Linked DNA regions of Mus musculus: regions 1, 2, 4 and 5 are each linked to region 3. Evidence: chromatin contacts called from public HiChIP or PLAC-seq data. All regions are on one chromosome and are shown on one strand. Each heading gives the region's core, a stretch centred on a gene start, on an enhancer-like site or on the middle of the called end of the contact. The rest is flanking DNA. Distances are from core to core; before and after follow the strand shown.

Region 1 (4,240 bases), core at 88-2,587, 370 kb before region 3:
TCTCCAAATGTTATCATAGGCTCTGAAGGGAACAGGACAACACTCATTTATAAAGTGGTCAGTAAAATATTTGCTTGTGATGTACATTTAAATAGGTATCCAAAAAGTAACTTTCAGAAAAGTTTTTAAAATCTTTTTAATGCTAGTGAGATGTTCAGTGGGTAAAGGTGCTAGTCACCAAGTCCGATGACCTGAGTTTAAACCCTGGGGCCCATATGGTAGCAGGAGAGAACCAACACTCTCAGGTGATCCTCTGACCTTCAAAAGTGTGCTGTGATTCCCACACCACACACACACACACACACACACACACACACTGCCCATTATAAAGTCAGTCTAATATTTTGTAATTCTTTCTATTTTGTCTTGTAATTATTGCCTGCTTTGGATCACAAAACCAAATCCTCGGTGGCTTCTTTCGTCATTATCCTGGACTGTTTTCCTACTCAGATTCTACTTCTTATGTTATTAAGCAGCATGGATGTGTTGGCATGTATGTATGTCCTAGAAGAGTTAAGAGGGACAGACTAATGCTCAGGAAATGAATGAGTTCACAATCAAAATTCATCCTTAAACCTGGTCCAAGTTCAGTTGTGAATTTCATATGGAAGCTCCTTAAAGAAAGGAAGAAATGCAGTCTTCCTCCTACTGCATATAAACCTGGGTCCAAGAGCTTTAGTTGAACATAAGAATCCCTCCAGTATCACGTGTGTGGTAGTTCCAAGCACCCTGGTCATCTGTACCAACTCCTGCATCCCAGCATGCACTTAGTAGGCTTTTGTTCTTGTGGAATGCTCACCATCAGAAGAGACAACTTGGACTGTCCAGTCCTTCTATGAAGAAATAAAAGATGGAGGTGTGGCAGATAGCAAGATTTCTCTCTCAGAAACACTTGGGTTCTTGCTGGGGGCAAGATGTTTGAAAAGTACCATATAAAACTCTTCTTTCTATTCCCAAATCAGCTTCATATGCTGGCTGAGATGGAAGTAGGGCACTGTTAAAATTAAACACAGTTTTGCCTTTCAACGCAACAGAGGCATAGCTGACTCATCCTCCCTCTCTCTCTCTCTCTCTCTCTTCCTCCCTCTCTCTCTCTCTCTCTCTCTCTCTCTCTCTCTCCCTTGCTCTCTCTCAGGAAGCCTGGCATTGAGAAGGATTTTCCATTGTGAGTGTTAAAGAACTTCCTCAGAAATTACAACTGTTGTGACCTCTGTGTTTCCACCGATAGATAAGACACGAGATGAAAGTATGAAAAAGCAAGCCAAATCCCCTAGGCATGGCTGCATCAGAACAAAGCCATTATGTTGTGACAGTTAGATTTAAGACCCATGATGCCACCCTGGGAAATCTGCAGTCTGAGCGTTGCCCAGACTCTGCAAGCCTCCTGGGGCCATACCCAGAAACCGGCCTTTATGCCTCGGTGCGTGCAGTGTCGTTTGTGAGAGTTCTGCCCACAAAGCCATCAGATGGTAACAATTTTCAGTCACTTCCAACATGAGTTGGTTTTGAACTTTAATATGCAACCTAATTATGACTGCAAACACTTTGTTAAGCAAACAAACTTCAAACCCCTTTAAGGAAAAAAAAAAAAAAACAAACCCTAGCTCTTCTCTGGTCATTCTGTCTTGTACAAAGGCTTTAAAAATAAAACTCTGTAGGGAATTAGAGAATCCAGGGATTTAAAAAAAAAAAAAAACCTGCCCCAAATTAAGTGGCTTCAATGTAATCAGTACTTGAGCACCAAGTATCTGGTTTTTTACTTCAAATCAAAATCTGGAAGCTAAAGCATTCTATTTCCTATCCCTCCTGCTAACTGTTCACCTTTGACTCAAGACACACAAGTAATCTCATTCGTGCTCTTAAGTCATCCAGAGAAATAGACTTTTTCATTTGTTCCCCAATTGTTCTTTGTGTATGAATTTCCTCTTTTCAGATCCCGAAACACATGCCACGGGAGGTCCTGCTCCCTTCAGGTTCCCTCACAGGAGCCTCTTTCCATCCTTCTTGGTTACTTTATCAAGAGCAAGAGTCATTATGTAGCAAATGGAAATGGCCAGATAATCCCTGTGGAGTTCAAACCAAGGGGGCAGTGTGAGGAGGTCTTGGGAATGGGAGTCCGGACCTCCAGACTCCATCTGTGGTCCTCTCCGTCCCCACACACTTACTGTGTCCAGAGTTTTTCCATGCTCTCCATTTGCCTGAATAATGGTTTCTAATATCTTCTTTCATTTTCTGGTTACTGCCCCAGGAAGGAGCTTAATGCATAGAGAACAAATATCTGATTTGTAGATGAACTTTTTGAAGGGAAATACATAGCGGTGTAATACCAAGCAACCCTTACAAAATGTAAAAGGCATGAAGGGGCACCCTCCCACAACCCCAAGGTTCACCTCAAGAGACCCTGAACCCCACATGTGTCAGCACCTCAGTTCTCCTCAGCCTCACCTCTTTGTGAACATGGGAAACTGTGGAGGCCAAACTTTTACTGATGACAAAGCAGGTAAGAAGACTGTTCTCCTGGGAAAACCTGTGCTTGAGAGGCTGGGCTGTGATCTTGTGACAACTGTTCTTGTCCACTAAATGCCTAACCCTCCTCGGTCAGATGTGACGCCAAGGCCCGGGGACATGCTCATTATGGAGACAAACTTTTACACCAGCGGAAATGAGACTTTTGCTACTTCTTGAGTGTAGAATTTTTCAGGCAGGATAGAAACCCCACCTGAAGAGGCGCCGTGGACAGAGGCCGTAAAAAGGCTCCTTCCTTTCCAAATGGACTCAGACATGCGTAGAGAGCTTCTCCATGCTGCGCCTCAGCAGTGACTGAAATTGTGCTGGTTCGCAGATATTTGTCATGTGAAGCCCATCTGGATGGAAAAATTCTGGTAACAATTAAAGAGTCCACCAGGTCTCCAGACTCCATTAAGATGAACCCTGAGTTAAAAATTAACTGCTCTTCCCTAGCCATGCTTTCTGGGTTTCCTGTCCTCACACACGGAGATGGAAAACAGTAGGAGTCTAATGATTAGCCACAGAATGGAACCCCTGGACTGGGGCTGCCGTGCTCTCTAGGAAAGTGGGATCAGAGGATGGAAGTAAGGTCTAGCCTAGAATCCTCATGAGAAGGTGCTGCAGTCTCCTTAACAGTCTGTGGTCCCTGCCCATCTACTGTCAACTTTAACCTCAGCCAAATTACACCATTGATACTTCTATCTTCTTACTTTTTTAAATATTAAATTCTTTGTCATACTCTGAAAAAGATCGTTTTGGTTTTTTTTTTTTTTTCTGGTTCACCATCATCCTTTATGCCTATATAGCTACACAAAAATCTGCTCAGAATAATTTGCCTTAATAAATCATTTCAATTTAAGAAGAGCCTTAGAAAATGAATACAGTATTTAACATCTACTGCACATCAACATTCTGTAAAAGAAAAATATGCTTTCCCTTCTGAAAAACAAATACACTATGTGCTGTTTGGCTTGGGGCATTTTGGTTGAGACTGCAGAGGTATGTTGTAAGTTTTAATACAGAGGTTTTCCTATTAATGTTGAATGAACTGGTAGGGATATATGGCAAAGGGTTCATTCATGGAAATGGCTATTTGATGGGTCATAAAGCTAATTAAAACCAAATTTTGGCAACAGCGTTCAGGATGTGCATGGCCAACTCTGTTTTGTTACACCACCCCAAATGACTCTTTCATGTGGGAAAATATTTTCACTTCAAAAAAAAAATACAGGAAAGTTTAATTGATCTAGGCAAACAAAACAGTCAGACAAATTAGCACATGATCAACTCCTAGGATCTAAAGCAAATCAGGCTATAAAATCTAAAGGAAATGCAGCAGCTTTAACTTTCATTGCTGTTTCAAAGTTAGATCTTAGGGAATTGGTGTACATGAAAAAAGCTTAACTATTGTGTGGCCAGGATTCCAGAGACCAGAGCTGTGGTCAAGAGACTGACAAAAACAAACAAACAAACAAACAAACAAACAAACAAACGAAGAGTCAAGCATGATGCTGGGCGGTGGGGGTAAGGAATAAAGGAGAGGAGAGGGCACCAATTTGGACTCAAATAAATCTGTCTACCTGCAATAACACCAAGGAATCTCAGAACCTTGTTTTAAAGATAGTGAAAATTAGTAGGCAAACATTTGAATCATAGATGTTATTCAACAAGAGTTTTTTTTATAGAGTCTGAATAGTTGGAGAGGAAAAATTCTGATTATTCTCATTGCCTT
Region 2 (4,549 bases), core at 366-2,865, 260 kb before region 3:
GTTTAGTAGACAGTAGTAAATAATACCCCAAAATAGTTTTACTAATGTATATGCACACCAGCAAAATATAGTGTTCTAGTTGCTCTTACGTCTTTCCTTACCTTTGGTGAAAAATATTTTCATTATTTCACCTGGCATAGAGATGCATGCCTATAATCACAGCACTTGGGAGGCAGAAGCAGACAGATATCTAGGATTCAGGCCAGCCTGGTCTACACAGTGAATTCCAGAAACCCTAGAGCTACATAGGGAGACCTTGTCTCAAAAATAATTTTTTCATTATTTCAAACATTCTGATATTGTGTCACACACACACATACACACACATTATATAATGGTCTGTATTCCTCAATGACTAAGGAAGGTAAACATGTTTTATATTCATATAGAAATATAAATATGTATGTATAAATAAAAGCATTTCTTTAGATAAATATATATATTTCTTCCTTTTTGCAAGGTCCTAACATGGGACCTCAAATATCTTCCCTTTGACTAGACAGCTTCTCCCCAACATGTCTGGCTCCTTGTCACTTTCTCAAAGGGATTTTCTGACTGCACAGGAAACGCATTGGTCCCCTCTATGACACACTCAACTCTGTTGGTATTTCAGTCCTAGTGAGGACAGTATCTTCTTCACCACAGTAAGTATCTGTAAGTGAAGAAATTAATATTCATGGTTGTCCACAGGAGATCCCTAGGGGAAGGATACCTATAGAAATGTAATGCTTGGTATGAGGGGCTAATTTTATATAGTATTTCAATCACATTAAATTAAAGGTGTCTCCTTTTGGTTTCTTAACTCCTTGCTAGTTTTTAAATGTTCATGGTAGCATAAATAGCTTTCTTTTTCTAGACAAGAATGAATCTAGACAAGAAGTTGGGTTTACCTAGTTACTGTTGGAAACTTCTAACAACTCTGCTTAGGAGAACACTCATGGACCTTTAAATTCAGGCAACCTAAGGAGTCGAGAAGGGTGTCCCACAAGACACGCTTAGCTCTTAATTTTTATTATTTGCTTTTGTTCAAAGCAGTATTAGACACATTAAGGATTAGGGTAAGTTCAAAGAAATAAGCACCCCAGGAAGGATACCCTGGGAGTAGACTTAAATGAAGATTAACTGTTAAATAGAGACATTATCTGATGGCTCATTGATTAAGGATAGTTGTATAATTTACATATATATATACATATATATGTATATTTCCAATAAAAAATATTTATCTATATAATACATTTTATTATATGCCAGCCAGTATGTTAACGCTTACCTGGTAAAGAGAATAAGTTTATCTTATTAGGGAAATGAAACTGACTATTCTCCTCTTGTTCCTGCTAACATTCCATTGCCATGAAAATGACTACTGTGGGTTTGTAGAATAATGATATCCTCAAGAATCCCAGGAGATACAAATTGAATACAAAATATAATGCCTGCCTCTGAAGTGTTTGCCTTCCCATGTGAGGAAAACAAATAGACAAATTCAGACCAGAATTCCAAGTTAAATAGGAAGCAGTATGGAATAATTGCCATACCCAGAGAAATGATGTTTAAACTGAGTCCTTGAAGGGCTAAGAGTTGTGTTCTTACACGGAGGAAGACTAGCACATGGCAACAAGTAACTGTGGGAAAGAATGGGGTTCATTAGGGGAACTGAAAGTAATTCAGCATTGGCCAGAGCAGAAAGTGGATTCGAATATTGCAAGACATGTTGTCAACAAGTAGCCATGGCATCTGTAAGCCACACAGAGCAGTTCAGGCATAGGGTGTCCCTGAAAAATGTAATTATGGTCATATTGATGCTTATAAAAATAACCTTTTGTGGGTATGGTTGAAGGTAGGTATGGGTATTGGGTAAACAGAAACCATGGTGTCAAAAGTCAAATTAGAGACACTAGGAAAGAGTGGAGGACAGTGCTACCCTAGTTGGAGATAATGATTCTCTAAGAAGCCACTGAATGTCATATAAGAAACCTGTCTCCAGTTAAGATCTTCCTCCTTTTGAGCTGTTGGTTAAGAGTATCTCAGGGACTGCTCCCCTGGCCTGAGCCCACAATAAAATCTACTGCCACTGTTCTTGCTTACCTACCAGGACTTTATGGTAAGACCCTACTGCTGAAGACAGAACACACGTTGGCCACAGGAAATGGAGAAATCAAGTTGGTTTTGACCAGGAAAGTTCCTTTCTGTTGACAAGCTTTCTCAGTAGCAGTACATGTTGTGCAGGCTACTGGTAGGGTAGAGTCAGATTCTCAATAGCCTTGCCCCACTGTGAACCTTGAAAGCTACAATAACTACCACTATGACAAGATGTACTCATGGGTGCAATGGTAGCATGAGTGTTACAGAAGTAGCCAGCTTCTAAACACATGTCTGGTACTGAAAATTTGACCACAAAAGGGTTTTACCAGATGGATCCCAACAAACTGCCTTCTAAGTCTGTATTTCTATACTGTAGATTAGTGCAGCTCTCAGACCACATCAGAGAAGGTTATTTTGTGTAGGGGACATCAAATAATGCAGAAACTCACATTTGGTCTAAGTGCAGAATCTGTGGAGTGCTCAGACAAAGATGGGACATCTATATCACCCCTTGTCTCTTCAGGGGTCAGAGACCATCTCAGGGGTGGGGTAGTGTAAGAGTCAGAGATCAGGGAGGATCAGAAGAAAATAGTGTCTTCTAGACAGGACAGGACTGCTCATTCAGGAACTCACATTATTAACTTACTGTGTTTGTGCTTGCCTGCCCAATGACGTACACAATACCAAGTCAGGCAACATTCCAGCATGGAGACCAGGGAGGGACTCTTGAAGTCCCGATTGCAGAGGAGCTAGTGAGAGTTGCTGGCTTCTGGGGAGATGGTGTCAGTTTTCTTTAAGGCTGTGGCCCCTGGTAGGTTGAGCATGCTCCAGTGGGTGGATGCATATCCATATATATATGTGCACCACAATTCAGAATCAAACACACACACACACACACACACACACACGCATACACACATACAATTGAGAAGGGTATAGGTGAGCATGATCAAAACACATTTTATGCATGCAGAAAGTCAATAAAAATATTGTATTTAGGAAGAGTAGAAGAGAATGAGAACTAAAAGATGGCTCTGGTTTCCAGATGAGTATTCAAAATGAATACTGAAATTCATGGTGTATGATAAGAATACTTCTAAGTCAAGAGAGACATGTTCATTTGTTTCTTGGGAGCCTGAACTTTGCTGGCCACAACTACAATGCTACTAGTACTGGCAGAGCAGTGGATCTGTTTCTTGTAGTGAGGGGAAGTCATCTCATCTGAGTAGAAAGAGTACTTACCAGAAAGTCAGTTAGACTCAGCAGCTCATTAGACTCCAAGAAGAGGATTCTAGAGAGAAAACTTAGATATTGGTCAAGTTAAGAAATAGAGCCTCCTGGCTGTCCAGAAAGCTAAGAGAAATTGAATAAAACTGAATGGTTAGTGCTACTGTCTATCACTGCGTGGGTCGGTAGTAGTCTGCCTCAGAGATATCTTACTGTGATCACAACTGCTTCCTGTTGATTGTCAGGCTGAGACCTGGAGAGTCTAGATCCTCTTCAGCCAACTGAAAACTCACTGCGACCTCCAGGAAGCTAATCCCCTTACACCAGCTCAATGTGACCAGGCCTGTGAACTAAGCATTATGAACCAGGATGACCTTACAAGAAGTTAACTAGGTGATGGTATGGAGAAAACCACTACCCAATAAACACCACCATCCATAGCCTTCTAATGCCTTTTCCTGGTAAAGTATGCTGTGAAGGAAAAAAGCCTCAGAGTGGCACCCTGAGCTCTAACAACTCCCCTGCTGGGGTCTGAAGACTATTCTTCAAAGTCTTCAAGTTGTCCACAAGAGTTTTAATATCATGTCTCTATGTCAATAATACCATGAAGTCAATTCAAACCTACTTGGAATTGTCTTCCTGATTCCTCTAAGTCCAGCCCCGCCCTATAAAGTCAGTGCTGCCTTCATTTCCATTTGTGGCAAGTAAGACTTTGTTGTTATGGTCTAATGAAATATCCTTCAAAAGTAAGGTTAGCAGGAATGTACTCCAGTAATTCCAGAGTACACTGAGTGGCTGAGCATTTGATACTTCAGATACTAAAGGAGGTCTAAAGTAATACTAAGGTGACAGTCAGGAAGAAACAAAACACATCCTGCTTCAGTAAGAGACAGAAACATCTTCTGGGTTGGTTAGAAAAGCCCCAGGGGGATAGCTTGGGTCACACAAGCAAGGCAAGCAGGTGGAAAGGTTGAGAGACCAACAAAGGCACTGCTGGGCCATGGCTGAAAGATCAGAGGCTTGCATATGCCACAAACAGTGTCAAAAACCATCTTCCTGTGAATGCTTTAAGGATGGTAAGATGGACAGATGGACCTTGGCTCTCCATCCCCTCCACCTCTTCAACCATAGTATTTGGTTCTGATATACTTTCAACACTGGCAGGGCTTGAGTTACGGCTCCTACTGTGACTTCCTAAGGCCAGTATAAGCTTTCTTCCATTTGTCTGATGAGAAAA
Region 3 (4,517 bases), core at 344-2,843:
CTTTCTCTCTTTCTCTTTCTCTCTTTCTTTCTCTTTCTCTCTCTCTCTCTCTCTTTCCTTCTTTCTTTCTTTCTTTCTTTCTTTCTTTCAATTTTATGTGCATTGGTGTTTTGCCTACATTATGTATTTGGAAGGGTGTTTGATCTCCTGGACCTGGAGTTATAAACAGTTGTGAGCTGCCATGTGGGCACTGAGAATTGAACCTGGGTCTTCTGGAGTTGCTCCCAGTGTTCTTAACTGCTGAGCCACCTCTTCAGCCCCTAGAAATAGTTCTTTTCAAATTGTGTTTTGAAACTGCATTCCTATGTAGGAAGATCTCTGCTGTATTTTCCCTTTTCTTCAGACCATCTTTGCATAGTCCATAAACATCAATACTTTCTCAGTACCCGAACTGGGCCTCTGAGGCCACTTCGAGGTCTTTACGGACCAGCAGCCTCATGCTTTGTGGCTGCTCTCTTGCAGGTGTCGTGGGAGGGTGCGCCCATGGGAGGTGGCTTCGTTTCGCTTACCACTGTCACAGAATACCAGAACCGGTCGGTACCGGATAGTGAACCGACTATGTCTCTGCTCAGGGTTCTAGGCAAGTTCGAGACTGAGGGGTGGCAGCTGCCGAGGGCCTTTGTGTCCAGCATCCTACAGCAGAACAGAGAGGAACGTGGCTGGAGGCCCCTTTTTTGAGCATCCGTTCTGTTCTAAACAGCTTAATCACCTTTAACTGGGCCCCAGCGCCGGACCGGCCCTGCTGTGTTGGGAGTGAAGCTTCTCCACTCAGTGGAACCATGACTGTGAATTTTAACCACTTGCACCTGAAAAAAAAAAAAAAAAAAAAAAAAAAGGAAGAGGATGCTGGATTAGGTGCAGTTCCTTTCTGGGACTTGGAACGTTGCCAGGAGCCTTGGCTCACTTTCCTGTCAGCCAGCCTCTCTGGCTCTGCAGACAGGCCAGGGCAGGAGATGCCTGTAGAGACCTGTAGGCAGACAGCTCAATGCAAAGATCACTTTCACTGTGTTGGCTGGGTGCTGGCTGCAAGCAGAGCCCCGGGCTGCTGCCAAGGGTTAAGGTAGCAAACCAGCAGTAAACGGAGTGCTTGGCAGAAGCCCAGCCTCTGAGACAGAGACAGGCTTAATTTCCATCCTTGGTCACAGTTGCAAAGGGACATTGCCACTCAGATCAACAAATCTGGTTTGCATGTGAGACATACAAACCATTCTTTGCATTGTGAAACAGAGTCTAAGAAGGTCCTATTCCCGGAAACCTCGAGGTGCCTCCCCTCCCAACTCTTAACATCCAGGTTACTCTAGCTGCTCTGAGTGAACCCTGACCTTTGAAAGGGGGGTATAATGCCTCCGAGAAACCCCAGGCCTGACTTCAAGCAGATCTTTATATAAGAACTGATTGCACAAGCCTGCATGTGTGGGGCTGAGGGAAGAAAAAGGGAAGAGTGCTTTCTGTGTATGACTGAGACCCTGCTATTCGTTTGACTTGGATGTTTCAGCTGAGCTCTGTCGATTATGAAGATAGTCATATATGTCAGTACTAGAAACCTCCGCTCGCAGTTGTACGAGCAGCTGCCCCATCCTCCCGCTCTAGCCTTGCCCTCCTCTGCAGTGAGCAGGAAGCAGAGACTCAGAGAGAGTTGGGCCTTGGCAGCTGGGAAGTGGTGGGGCATCAATTCTGCCCTCATAGCGAAGGGCAAGAGTGCTGGTCACATGGAATCCGGAGATGGCTGTGTAATGTGGGAGACGCTGAGTTCCATGTTCCCACACTGTAAGTCATGATGACACTGTTAAAAATGACGGGTGGGCGGCGGAAAGTGAAAGAAAAAGAACAAGAGGGAACAGAAACCGACCAGACGCACAGAGGATCAGGCGAGTGTAAGGAGGAAGGCACGAAGACAGGCTGGGGGAGGGGTAGCCTGGAAGTCAGTCAGGGAAAGGGGAAGGCAGGCAAAGGAGACTGGGTAGGAGGAAGAAACCAGACAAAGAGGATTGCGATGAGGTAGACACAGAGACAAGACCTTCTCCTTGAAAAAAAAAAATGTCCTTTTCCAGCCGAGGGTGGAGGCCAACCACGCCCCAACCCCTGCCTGACACGTCACTTTCAGACCCCGGCTGCAGGGCCAGCCGGAGAAGTCCCTCACCTTAAATCTGTCTCTGCTTGTTGAAGAAGGCCCGAATTGAGATGGAAGGAGTTTGTGAGACTTTCTGGAAATAACAGAGGAGAAAAGTAGAGAGCCATGTGCTTGGCAGAACCCTCTCGAGAGTCCTCAGACAGGCTGCGCCCGTTCTGCCCTTCACCTCAGGAGTGGTACCAAGCTCTCTGGCTTTGGTCTCCAGAAATCTGCAATCTGGGAGGGATCAAAGGTCCATATGGAGAGCGCTGAACAGCCACGCTGTTGCGCAGACAGTGAACACAGGCAGAAAATACCAATGGAAGATGAATGAGAGAAAAAGATGAATGAGATGAACGAGACCTTTAAAAAGATGAATGACCTTTTAAATGGACAATGGCTTTCTTGACAATGTCACAGAATTTTCTTAACTGTGGGGGAATTAGGGTAAACAATTTGGTCAACTATGGAAACATGGACAACTGGACCAAGAAGGTCCAGTGTGTGGGCTTGAGAACAGCATAGCAGAGCCAAAGCAGAGAATCCCATCACTAAAGCCAATCTCCAGGTGAGCTGGCTCAACAGAAGTATGGCATTGACCTTTAAAAAGTTTTTAAAATTAGCACTCCCCAGAAGTTATACTTATCATTAAAAAGCAACAAACATTGCCTAGACAACTCTGGCACAGGCCAGCTTGCAAGAGGGCCAGGCTTAGCCTCATCTGTCAGGTCGGACAGACACAGACTTCAGAGGACAGCTTGAGATCAAAGGTTGCAGGAAAAACTGAAGATGATGGAGGGTAGGCAGACACTGAAGGAGACTGAGGTGGTGGTGGTGGTGGTGTGTGTGTGTGTGTGTGTGTGTGTGTGTGTGTGTTTGTGAGAGTGTTTGTGTGTCTCTGTGTGAGTATGTCTGTTTGAGTGTATCTCTATGTGTGTGTGTGTGTCAGTGTGTATGTGTGTCAGTATCTGTGTATCAGTGTGCATGTATGTGAATGTGTGTTAGTGTGTCTGTGTGTGTCACTGTGTATATCTGTGTGAGTGTGTGAGAGTGTATCTGTGTGTATGTGTGTGTTTGTGTGTATCTGTGTCTGTGTGTGTCAGTGTATTTTGGGAGTGAGGTGAGGATATTCAACATGTAGTTGACAAGAACATGAAGCAAGGACAATGACAACCAAACGTTATGGATTTGTTTGGTTTTTCAAGACAGGGTCTCATGTATGCCAAGTTGGCCTTAAACTTGGCCTCGGCTACAGAGCCTCCCAAAACGGGATCACAGGTAGAAGAAGCCATAGCACCTTGTTTTATGTGGTGCTGGGAATGGAACCCAGAGCTTTATGAATGCCAAGCAAGCACATACCAACTGAGTTACATCCTCTGCCTAGAACAACCAGCATTTATGGGGTACAAACTGCCAGGTGCTTTCTCAAGCATTTTGTATGTTACTTGTTCACATAAACTCTTCTATTGTCCTATGAGGCATTTCCTGTTAACTGTATTTTATACACAAGGGAACCTGACTATTCCATGGGAGTTAGCTCAGTGTTCTATGTTCTGTAATTCTTAAATCTGAAGACATATAAGAATCAATGTTTATGTTTATGGGTTGGTTTATGTTGTTGTTTGTTTTTGGTTTTCTTTGGGGATTTTAATTTTTAATTAAAATTATATAATTAATTAATTTAGAGGATCCATGTCCCGGAGGCTGGTCTCAAACTCAGTCTGTAGCTAAGGATGGCCTTTCAACACCAGGATTACAGGCTTGAACCACCATGCCTGGTTTAGTCAATGCTGGGGACAAACCCCAGGCCTGTCACGTGCTGGGTGAGCACTTTGCTAATTTACCTACCGCCTTAGCCCACTGCTGTTCCTTTATTTGTAAACACTCACTTTTATATCTGATTCTAGACACACTGTCAAAGATTAGGTTTCTGTGAGGAGAGTATGACTTCACTATGAGGAGTTTAGCATTATAATTAACACGATGATTTCCCCCAAGAGAACTAAAAACTCTAGTTCAGCGTTATGAGACCTTCATATTAAAAGAGGCCCATCAAACGAAGAACCTCCTGGGTTCATAATGGGCAACAAGGGTCTCTCTCTGATACTCCGTTCCAAACTGTAAAATGCCTGGGAAGATGCAAAGCTCCTTTTCAAGAAGAAGGAGGAGGAGGAGGAGGAGTAAGGAGAAGAGGAGGAGGAGGGGGAGGAGAGGGAGAGGAGGAAGAGGAGAAAAATAAAGGTGCCCCTAGCCCTGGAAAGAGCAGCCAGGTTCTTGTCCTCAAGGTAGCCTCTCTCACAAGAACCGAAGCTGAGGCTCGGGCTCTGGCAGAGCCCGGCTGGGAGTCTGGGAGGCAGCAGATGGAGAGAGATAGCAATACATCTGTTTTCACAGGAGCCTGTTGTTC
Region 4 (4,494 bases), core at 35-2,534, 440 kb before region 3:
TGGTATACCTTCTCACAGTAGAAAGCATGCAGGGTGTACTGAGTGGTGGTGTTTCCTTGTGTTTCACTCTGAGAAATTAGCTTACTGTCTGGAGAGTGGCAAGAAAGGAGTAAGTATTCCTGGAAAGAAGCAGCTACACGTGTACTTACCAACTTCTAAACAGAATAGTCTCTATATGAAGGATGAGAAGTGCTTCTGAGCTGTGAGGGCACAAGCCAGAAGCTCCACAGAGGAACTCAGAGACAATTCCTTGTTTCCCATCCTACACTGAACTGTGGCTTTTAACTTTCTAATAAACAATGAAAGTGGGTGTTATAAATGTTGTTTCACTCTGCAGACTAACTGAAACAGAACATTGGGTGCTTCTTTACATATGAACAATAGCAGGTATGAAAATTTTGAGAAATAATATCAAAACTTTAGAGTAACAGGTTTGTTCTGACATGAAAATATGAACACTCTTTTGTGTAGTTTTTGATAAAGAAGTGTTAGGAATTGTTTATTTCATGTTCCAGATAAAATCCAATCCCTCCCCAATTATAATCAATCCAAGTTGAATATCTATTCTGGAATAGATATTAGAGTTCCCCTAAAGAAAAAAAATCGAGGACAAAGATGCAAATTCAAGCATTAGGACAGAGGTCTCCATAATTAAGTACCCTAAAAAAAAATCACTTAACAGTCTAAGTTTTGCTGTTTAGGAATGTTCCAAATAGGTTTCAAAGAGGCTCAGAAGAGCCCCTCGCTCAGCCACAGGCCAGATGAGGAGGAACTTTGCAAGACTCTCCGTGGCAAAAGGATGTTAGCCTTAACCAAGCTAGCCAGACCAACAATAGAAAACCCCAAAGATCAATGATGTTAATAAATGGAGAGACCAGTAAGTTGCCTTCCCACCAATGCTAACCACACCAAAAGTAAGTAAAACCCTAGCTTCTCATAACTGGTTCTTGTTCAGACTGAAGAGTGTGAAGAGCCACTTGCTGTGACCAACGGTAGCTGTGCTGCTCCTTTGTAGAAAGCCATGGTCTTCAAAGAGCTTAGTAAGGGTCTTCACTAAAGAACAAAAAAAAAAAAAAAAAAAAAACATGGGTAAGACTGGTTTCCTTTCAAGTTATGACTCAACTTTGGTCACCACACTTCCACTTGGACCTATTAACATTTGGTGATCAGAATGTCATTCGTTTTAATCGGCTGCCACAGCAAGAGCTTTGCTGCCTCTCAGTCATATAGAAACCCACAAGAATATCTCCTTTTGACTCTGTTCTCCACATCAAACCCACAGTGAAGCTAATGCTGCTGTCTATCTTCTCACAATCTACTAGAAAGTGGCCTGCTTTGCCTTGCTTACTCTGCTAAAGGAGGTAAGCAAGAAACAAAGAGCCTAATGTTACTTATAAATAGAGGGTGCTATTGTAAGCCTGCTTGTAAAATAATAAAGCAATATGCTTTCTCTCTCTCTCCCTCTCTCTCTCTCTCTCTCTCTCTCTCTCTCCCTCCCTCTCTCTCTCTCCCTCTCTCTCCCTCTCTCTCTCCCTCTCTCAATCTCTTTCTCTCTGAACCATGATCCATGTCTCTTGTGAACATAGTGAATAAATCCCTTTCAAGCAAGGGCAGTGTGGAGACCAGTAGAAGCCAGCAGTAGGGTACTCAAGATTGCTTACAGGCTCTGAAACATAGGTGTAGGGTACAAGGAGCTTATCAGAGAACAACCAAGAGTGACAAGGAAAGGAATGGAGGGAGGGAGGAGGAAAAAACAAACAAACAAAAACGAAGATTTTCATTTATCTTTCTTGGAGATCAGAGTATCTCTTCTTTGTTCAGGTGCAGATTTCAAGAAACTAATCTTTAATCCCAGCCCTTAAGATTTCAAGGCTAGCCTGGGCTACTTAGTAAGAGCCTATGTCAAAAAAATGTTGGCTTGGCTTTAAAAGTTTGTTCTTATTAGTGTTGCTATTGTATGATTCTATCAATATAAAACCCATATCTAAGATTCAAGAAGCTCTTCCCACGTGCCAGGCACCATAGCAAACATTAAACGCATTCATTGTCTCCTTTGATTCTCCAATTATCCTTTCCATCAGATAGAAATATTATCTCCAATTAAAATTAGAAGTCCGGGGCATAGAAAATGAAATTATGAGAAGTCAAACTAATAAACAGTGGTTCTGGGACACAACCCTGGGCTCAGTGTGCCCGGAGATCAAGTTATTATCTGCTTCAGGGTGTTTCCCTTAAAAACACTGAGCTGTTTGTGCATTCAGCAAACCTAAATAGCTTAGAGAGTACCCTGAGAGTAGTGATTGTACAATGCTTCTGCTGGCTCTGGGGAATGCCTTCTGTGTTTTAACATCCCCACATGGTTCACTCAAACTTCTAAATTTGAACTAGAACTGCGTAGAACATCAGACCCTGAAAAACAACCCAACTTTTACTGAGTGGTTTCACTCACACCTGTGGTTTTTACTAGTGTCAAATTTCCTCCCAAGTGTTTCTGTCAAGTTTTATCTTGCCCATTTTCCCCAGGGCCAGCCATCCCTGTCAACAGTGACAATCTCCTTGACAAACAGAAGTCAAGGGAGCTATCAGTTTTCATTCACTTTTCTAGCTGGTATAATCCCTGCGTCCTACAGACTGTGTTCCTTCTAAGAATTTCTGGCTCCTCGTATCTAGGGCTCTTGAGATTTGAACTGAGCTGCTTTGGCCAACGATACCTGTTTTCTGGAGCACACTTTCAGGTTAAAAGGATTGCTATAACTCCATTTTCTTGTAGTTTGTGTTATGAGAAGTGTTGTTACACTTCTGTGTGTGTGTGTGTGTGTGTGTGTGTGTGTGTGTGTGTGTGTGTGTGAGAGAGAGAGAGAGAGAGAGAGAGAGAGAGAGAGAGAAAGAGAGAGAGAGAGAGAGACTAAACTTGACTCCAAAGAATCTAGCATGCCCTTGACAAAGAATAGCTCTTGATAGAAAATTTTAAACTTATCTTTTGTTTTTGATACATACTGTTTCTTTACCCTTTCCATTTCTCACATAGGGCTCATCTTTCAGTGGTCTGAGCTAAGTGGAAAAAAGCTTGCTCAATCTCAGAATTCAGTCATTTCTTTTCGGTCATCTATTACTGTTAAATTTGTTAATATTGATGTAGGAGAAATCCACAGGACAGTAAATGCATCCATATAAATGGGCCACCATTAATCTAGCTTTTACAAATGTTAATTGGAGTGGGGTGGGAGCGTGACCAACAAGCATACATTTGTATGTCTGCTTCCTTCGATGTTTTCTTCATTTTCAATCTACCAATTCTCTGTTTTCCTTTTGAACTCTTCAGCATGGTTGAGTCTGGGAAAAGATAGCTTTCCATCTTCTCTTGAAGTTGAGCTGCATTCTAGGTGTTTTATCTTGTTGTCTCGGCAGTACTTTCTCATACTTACTTTCCACTGCCCATCCCCCATTGCCTAGGCATGTCCCTACTGTCACTTATGGCTCCTGTACTGAGAACAGGATATGAATACAGAAAAGAGAAAGTACTTGATAGCAATGACAGGAATGAGTGTACTTAAGACACTCATGGTAATATAGGTCCCATAGCTCCTTGCTGGGGTTAGGCATTCTCTTGGCCAAAGTTGATGTAAGAGAACTAAGTGACTGGAAAAGCGTGGTCCAATGTCTTTTCATCCACCCTAGTTGATGCTGGGGCTTATCCATGATAATATTTAAAACTGGGAATTCATCTTCAAGTTAACTATTAGAATGAATACATATCTTTTTTTGTCTCTTGGTTTCAGTGAGGAAAGACAGAAGTTCTATTTTCTTTTCTGAAGAAGAGAGGACACCCTATCAAGGAATCAGAAGATACACACTCACAAAAACAAGATGGAGCCATGAAAACTTGAGTTTTCTCAAGTGTCAATTTTCTATGTGGAAGACACCATTTTGCTATGGTTAGCTCCTAAATGTGCTGTGAAGATGAACTGAGTTAATACAAACATTTATAAACTTGGAGGCTACATAAAGATCAACTCGTGTTATTACTTTATTTTTTATTAATTCTTCTTGGCCTTTTCTTTAATGTTTGTTTCACATATATTGATGAGTTTTTTGAATATTGAAAGTTCCTTTTTTTGTAGTTTGATTTTTTTTTTTTTTTAACACCAAGGCTTGCCTCTGAGTTCCTTAAAAGTCTTGATTATAGTGTCACCGTTTCTGGAAAAAATTTTAGCCCCAGCTGGCAAACAATGAGTCATCATTTAAAAGTATTACTGCTGGAGTTTCTGTGGTTTGAATATGCTTGCCCCATAGGAAGTAGCACTTGTAGGAGGTATGGCCTTGTTGGAGTAGGTGTGGCCTTGTTGGTAGGGGTGTGTCACTGTGGAGGTGGGCTTTGAGGCTCCTATGCTCAAGCTCTACCCAGTTGGGAAGTGAGTCTCCTCCTGGATGCCTTTGGATCAAGATGTAGAGCTCTTGACTCTTCTGGCACCAAGTCTGCCTGTATGATGCTAT
Region 5 (3,950 bases), core at 35-2,534, 310 kb before region 3:
AAAACGTTTTTTTAAGCCTCTCTTTTCCTTCTTAAGTTAATTTGCTGAGTTATTTTATCTTCTTCCAACATCTTCTCCCCAACATCTGGTATAACTGACTTGAAATATTCTTCCTTGTGTCCTTTCTCTGAAGAAAGGGTGTATATAAGAGCCTGGCCAAGCATAGTCTAAAACAAGGCCTAGAAACTTCTCCGACACTGTCATTGCACATAAAAATTTACCTTGGAGTCACTTGAACTTGGACTTAGTGATTTTCTAGTTCACAGAAGTCACAAAGAGTCAGTAATAGTTTTTAAAAGTCCATCAAAAAGTGAACCAATAAGAATTCAGTAAAAACTCCCTGGAGTTCATCAATTATTCCAACACCATAAATTTACAGCTGAATCCCCCAGGGGCAGGGTTTCTACCGACATTGGCAAGCTGAGGAGGAAAGTTGCAACAGCAAACTTGCTTTATCTCTTTCCTCTGATCAATTACTGGTACCCTCATCCTAGGAAAGCTCTCTCACCGAGCCTTCAGCTGAGCAGCGTTCAGAATTACATAATCTAAGACTTGGGTTTTTTTTTTGGTCTTGCTGTTCTATACCTGGTCCATGTAGCACTGGTAAGTTTCTCATTTGTCCCCATTTATTGTGTTATTTAGACACTAATCTAGTTTTCTAACCTGAGTGGTAGAGGTTTCTCCTTTGATTTCTGCAACAATTGTATCTTTTGAAGATAGAATTTAGCATGGTATTCAGTATCTTTTGGGACCCAAAGAATAATTATTTGCTTTATAGTCTGCAATCGAGAAAGAACAATGAATAACGTAGGAGGACCAAGAGTTGGGTACAGGGAAGCAGTGTGAAACGTTGTTTCAGAGAACCGTGGAGTAATGTGTGAGATCAGGCTGACAGACGGGAAGTACAGTCAGAGAGGCTGGCTAGAAGGCATTGTAAATGATCAAGAAAGAAAGAACCTCGAGAAAGTAAGGGAAGTTTGGGGGAAACAAGTCAGTAGAACTGAATTTTCAGACATGATAGGGAATTTCAGGTGAGCAAAGGTAAGGATGAGAGAGACACGGTTGAGATGGATTCCTTGTTTTCAGCAGGAATGACCGTGAGACTGGACTGTGGGGCAGAAACGAGGAACTAGGAAAGGGAAGTGTTTTTGTGGGGGAGAGGGCAAGCTCAGCTAGCTAGCTGTTGTTGAATTTGAGACTCTGGGAAGAATTTCAAGTGAAAATGACCAATGGTCAGTCAGAGAGATGGGAATAAACCGTGAGCAAGGAACAGGACATGAGCTGTAAATCTGTGAGTCACCGTCCCCACATGCTTGCAGCCATGAGAACAGGGATAGTCTCTGCACACTGTAGTGGCCTGTGAGAAGTGGAAGACGTAGGTGGAAACCTCGGGTAGGAGGGCGTTGAAGACTGAAGCAAAGGCGTCTGGGAAACATCGGAACAGACAGGACGTTAGCAGGAAATAGAGGAGTACATGCCAGAGGTGTAAGAAGTGAGACGGTTTCCGGAGCAAGAAGAAAAATAATGATGAGAGACAGTGGGGATGGGTTGAAAGAAAGCACACTAGAGGCTGAAGTGGCAAGCAGTGATTTCTAGGAGCCAATTTGAATAAAGGGTTAAAGAGCTGGAATGGAGATTGGGTCCAAGGAGTTACAGAGATAGGATATGAACCATAGACTTAAAAACTTAGCAGTGAAAATGGAAGCAAAATGACTCTAGACATTTTGTAAACAAAAACCTACACTTAATATTTCTTAGGACTTTTTTTTTTTGGTAGTGGTGGTTGTTTTATGAGACAGATCTTCATAAGTAGTCCTACACAGTCTAGAAGCCACTAGGTACCCCAGGCTGGCCTTGCACCTGTAGTGACCATTCTGATGACCTCTTCAGTGCTCAGGTTATAAATGTATACTTCAATTATAGATGTGCACTACCATGCATGGATTTTATATGTGAGGGAGTCTTTATAAATATTTTGTCATATTGTTAAATGAGTTATTGAATTCATATACTCTTTGCTGACATAGCAAATGGAAATTCAGATGGACTTTTATTACCCTTGAAGTAGAGGTTAATATTCTTACCCTCTTCTATTCATGCACAGGAAAACATGTACACACACACACACACACACACACACACACACACACTTTTAAAAAGCTCGTAGACCTCTCCCCATGTTCCTAAGGTTATAGTCCTTAGAATTCTAGCTTTGAGATCAAATCAAATGGGTACTGTGTGACGCTGAGGATATCAGTGCTGGGTAGCACCAAATGCCTAGAGTTGCCTGCCCATCACAACAATGCTGTTGTTTGAGTATTTGAACTTTTTGATCCACTTTACAATGCCCCTCTTATATAAATAGGACTTCATGTCCAATGTGACTCTTTATCTATTAACTAATCTAGCCATATTAGGAGTTTTTAAGAAAATGACTAATTCCATCATTCTTGAACAGTCAGTCTTGTGGTGGCTTCCACATAGTCCTGCAGAAAACCATGAAGTCCAAAGAACAGACTTCTAAGTCTGCTCTGAAAAACATCAAGAACATTTGACCAAGGTCAGCATGTCTAACATGGTTTCCCATTGTTGCCTGTCATCCTGACCTTATCTTGCCCAAAAACTTAAATGTCCCATTCATTCCCAGTGTTAAGGAAAATGTGATGTGTGAACCTAAGATATGGGTAATAGTATAAATATTCAATATCACTTCAAGGCTGGTAATTACCAAGTCATTTGATGCTAAATTAAATTAAATTTAAATTTTGTTATAGAAAGTAAACTTCTATATATTTAGATTGGGAAAGAAAAGTATTTTCTCTAATTCTGAGAATAGTCAAAATCAAATGCTTTGGGACATAGAAATAAACTATATCCATAGTGATTTTCCCCCTTTGGACTTCATGGTTTTTTTGCAGGACTGTGTGGAAACCACCACAAGAACAACTGTTCAAGAACGGTGGAATTAGTCATTCCATAAGCAGGAAGACTGCTTGTGGGTTATTATCTGTAGATAGACAAGCACACAAATGCCAGTTTGGAGCTCAGAGAATTTTCACAAAAGATACCAGTGTGCCAGGGCCCAGCTCAGGCAATACAGAGCAAAAACTCTTCAAATGGACTTTGGAGGAAGCAAAGAGAAGGGGCTCCTCTAGACAGGGTAGTAGGAAACAGGTACTGTGAAAGCAGAAAAGGAAAAAACAAAATCTGAGGCAGTTTTACTGAGAGAGAGTAATACAGGGAGAGTGAAGCAGGAGGAACAAATCATGGTAAGGATGTTTGAAAAAGTCAGAGGGAAACACTACAACAAGCTTACTTAAAAATAGATATACATTGTGTGTGTGTATGTGTATGAGGGGGCAAGCCTAGCCTGCTGCTACTGAGTGTCTTCTAGACACAAAGTGGAAACTCTCCACTTATAAAATCTTAACTGTATAGTTACCGAAACAAGACCCACATAATGGTAACTTCAACTGATGTACCAGCATGGAGAGGGGACATTTTCTAAGGTCTCACCCCTAAACAAAGAGCTTCAGTGGCTGTCGAAAGAGGAAAGATTGGTTCCTCCCTACCACCACCAGGGATAAGCTCCCTGATTGGTTAACAATAGGTAACAGTAATTAAAGAAAAGGGGGTCATGAATTTAAGAGGGGGTGAGGAACTTGGAGGACAGATAATGGAGGAGTAGAAATGACACAAATAAAACATAAATAAAATTCTGCATGAAACTCTGAAAAGTATATATTAAAAAAAAACTTTAAAAGAAAAGCTCTTACATGGTCTTTTTAAGCACACTACATCCCTCCAAGGCGAACATTACTATAGCAGCTAATACCACATGATAATTTTGCCCAGCAGAAGATTTTCAGAAACAAAACTACATGATAATTTTGCCCAGCAGAAGATTTTCAGAAATAAAACTTTAATTTATGTGTGTGTGTGTGTGTGTG

Evidence for each region. HiChIP or PLAC-seq counts read pairs in DNA pulled down with a chosen protein or histone mark.
Region 1: an H3K4me3 HiChIP or PLAC-seq map of the 230-238 cell line shows a contact between it and region 3, with 3 times the contacts expected there. The contact joins two enhancer-like sites. A contact is called at or near these places in 1 of 15 datasets of contacts at CTCF or cohesin (large pre-B cells), 1 of 484 Hi-C or Micro-C datasets (nephron progenitors), 3 of 115 datasets of contacts at active chromatin or transcription factors (the 230-238 cell line, bone marrow-derived macrophages and large pre-B cells) and 1 of 9 other capture datasets (embryonic stem cells).
Region 2: a contact with region 3 is called in an H3K4me3 HiChIP or PLAC-seq map of bone marrow-derived macrophages, with 2.7 times the contacts expected there. The contact joins two enhancer-like sites. A contact is called at or near these places in 1 of 484 Hi-C or Micro-C datasets (liver) and 2 of 115 datasets of contacts at active chromatin or transcription factors (bone marrow-derived macrophages and neural progenitor cells).
Region 4: a BATF HiChIP or PLAC-seq map of CD8 T cells shows a contact between it and region 3, with 5 read pairs. The contact joins two enhancer-like sites. A contact is called at or near these places in 1 of 484 Hi-C or Micro-C datasets (bone marrow-derived macrophages) and 3 of 115 datasets of contacts at active chromatin or transcription factors (CD8 T cells, effector CD8 T cells and large pre-B cells).
Region 5: an H3K27ac HiChIP or PLAC-seq map of microglia shows a contact between it and region 3, with 11 times the contacts expected there. The contact joins two enhancer-like sites. A contact is called at or near these places in 2 of 484 Hi-C or Micro-C datasets (bone marrow-derived macrophages and liver) and 6 of 115 datasets of contacts at active chromatin or transcription factors (bone marrow-derived macrophages, embryonic stem cells and microglia).

Annotation. Positions count from the first base shown.
Region 1 is chr10:44,749,963-44,754,202 of GRCm38.p6, reverse strand. No RefSeq gene overlaps it. Among named protein-coding and RNA genes, the nearest start is that of 4930431F10Rik, 13 kb to the right of the region's middle. Within about 2 kb of position 1,337, at least 13 of the 459 cell types and tissues checked have an H3K27ac peak or open chromatin away from gene starts, as enhancers often do. A contact at or near this core is called in the 230-238 cell line, where this site is marked.
Region 2 is chr10:44,635,982-44,640,530 of GRCm38.p6, reverse strand. All of the region lies in intron 2 of Gm35154 (a long non-coding RNA gene), which reads right to left. Among named protein-coding and RNA genes, the nearest start is that of Gm35154, 39 kb to the right of the region's middle. Within about 2 kb of position 1,615, at least 37 of the 459 cell types and tissues checked have an H3K27ac peak or open chromatin away from gene starts, as enhancers often do. A contact at or near this core is called in bone marrow-derived macrophages, where this site is marked.
Region 3 is chr10:44,378,032-44,382,548 of GRCm38.p6, reverse strand. No RefSeq gene overlaps it. Among named protein-coding and RNA genes, the nearest start is that of Mir1929, 21 kb to the right of the region's middle. Within about 2 kb of position 1,593, at least 189 of the 459 cell types and tissues checked have an H3K27ac peak or open chromatin away from gene starts, as enhancers often do. A contact at or near this core is called in the 230-238 cell line, CD8 T cells, bone marrow-derived macrophages and 2 more, where this site is marked.
Region 4 is chr10:44,818,546-44,823,039 of GRCm38.p6, reverse strand. No RefSeq gene overlaps it. Among named protein-coding and RNA genes, the nearest start is that of 4930431F10Rik, 82 kb to the right of the region's middle. Within about 2 kb of position 1,284, at least 13 of the 459 cell types and tissues checked have an H3K27ac peak or open chromatin away from gene starts, as enhancers often do. A contact at or near this core is called in CD8 T cells and effector CD8 T cells, where this site is marked.
Region 5 is chr10:44,689,070-44,693,019 of GRCm38.p6, reverse strand. It overlaps Gm35154 (a long non-coding RNA gene), which reads right to left. Exons shown (of 4, transcript XR_380292.3): 4 at 3,906-3,950. Among named protein-coding and RNA genes, the nearest start is that of Gm22503, 41 kb to the left of the region's middle. Within about 2 kb of position 1,284, at least 57 of the 459 cell types and tissues checked have an H3K27ac peak or open chromatin away from gene starts, as enhancers often do. A contact at or near this core is called in bone marrow-derived macrophages and microglia, where this site is marked.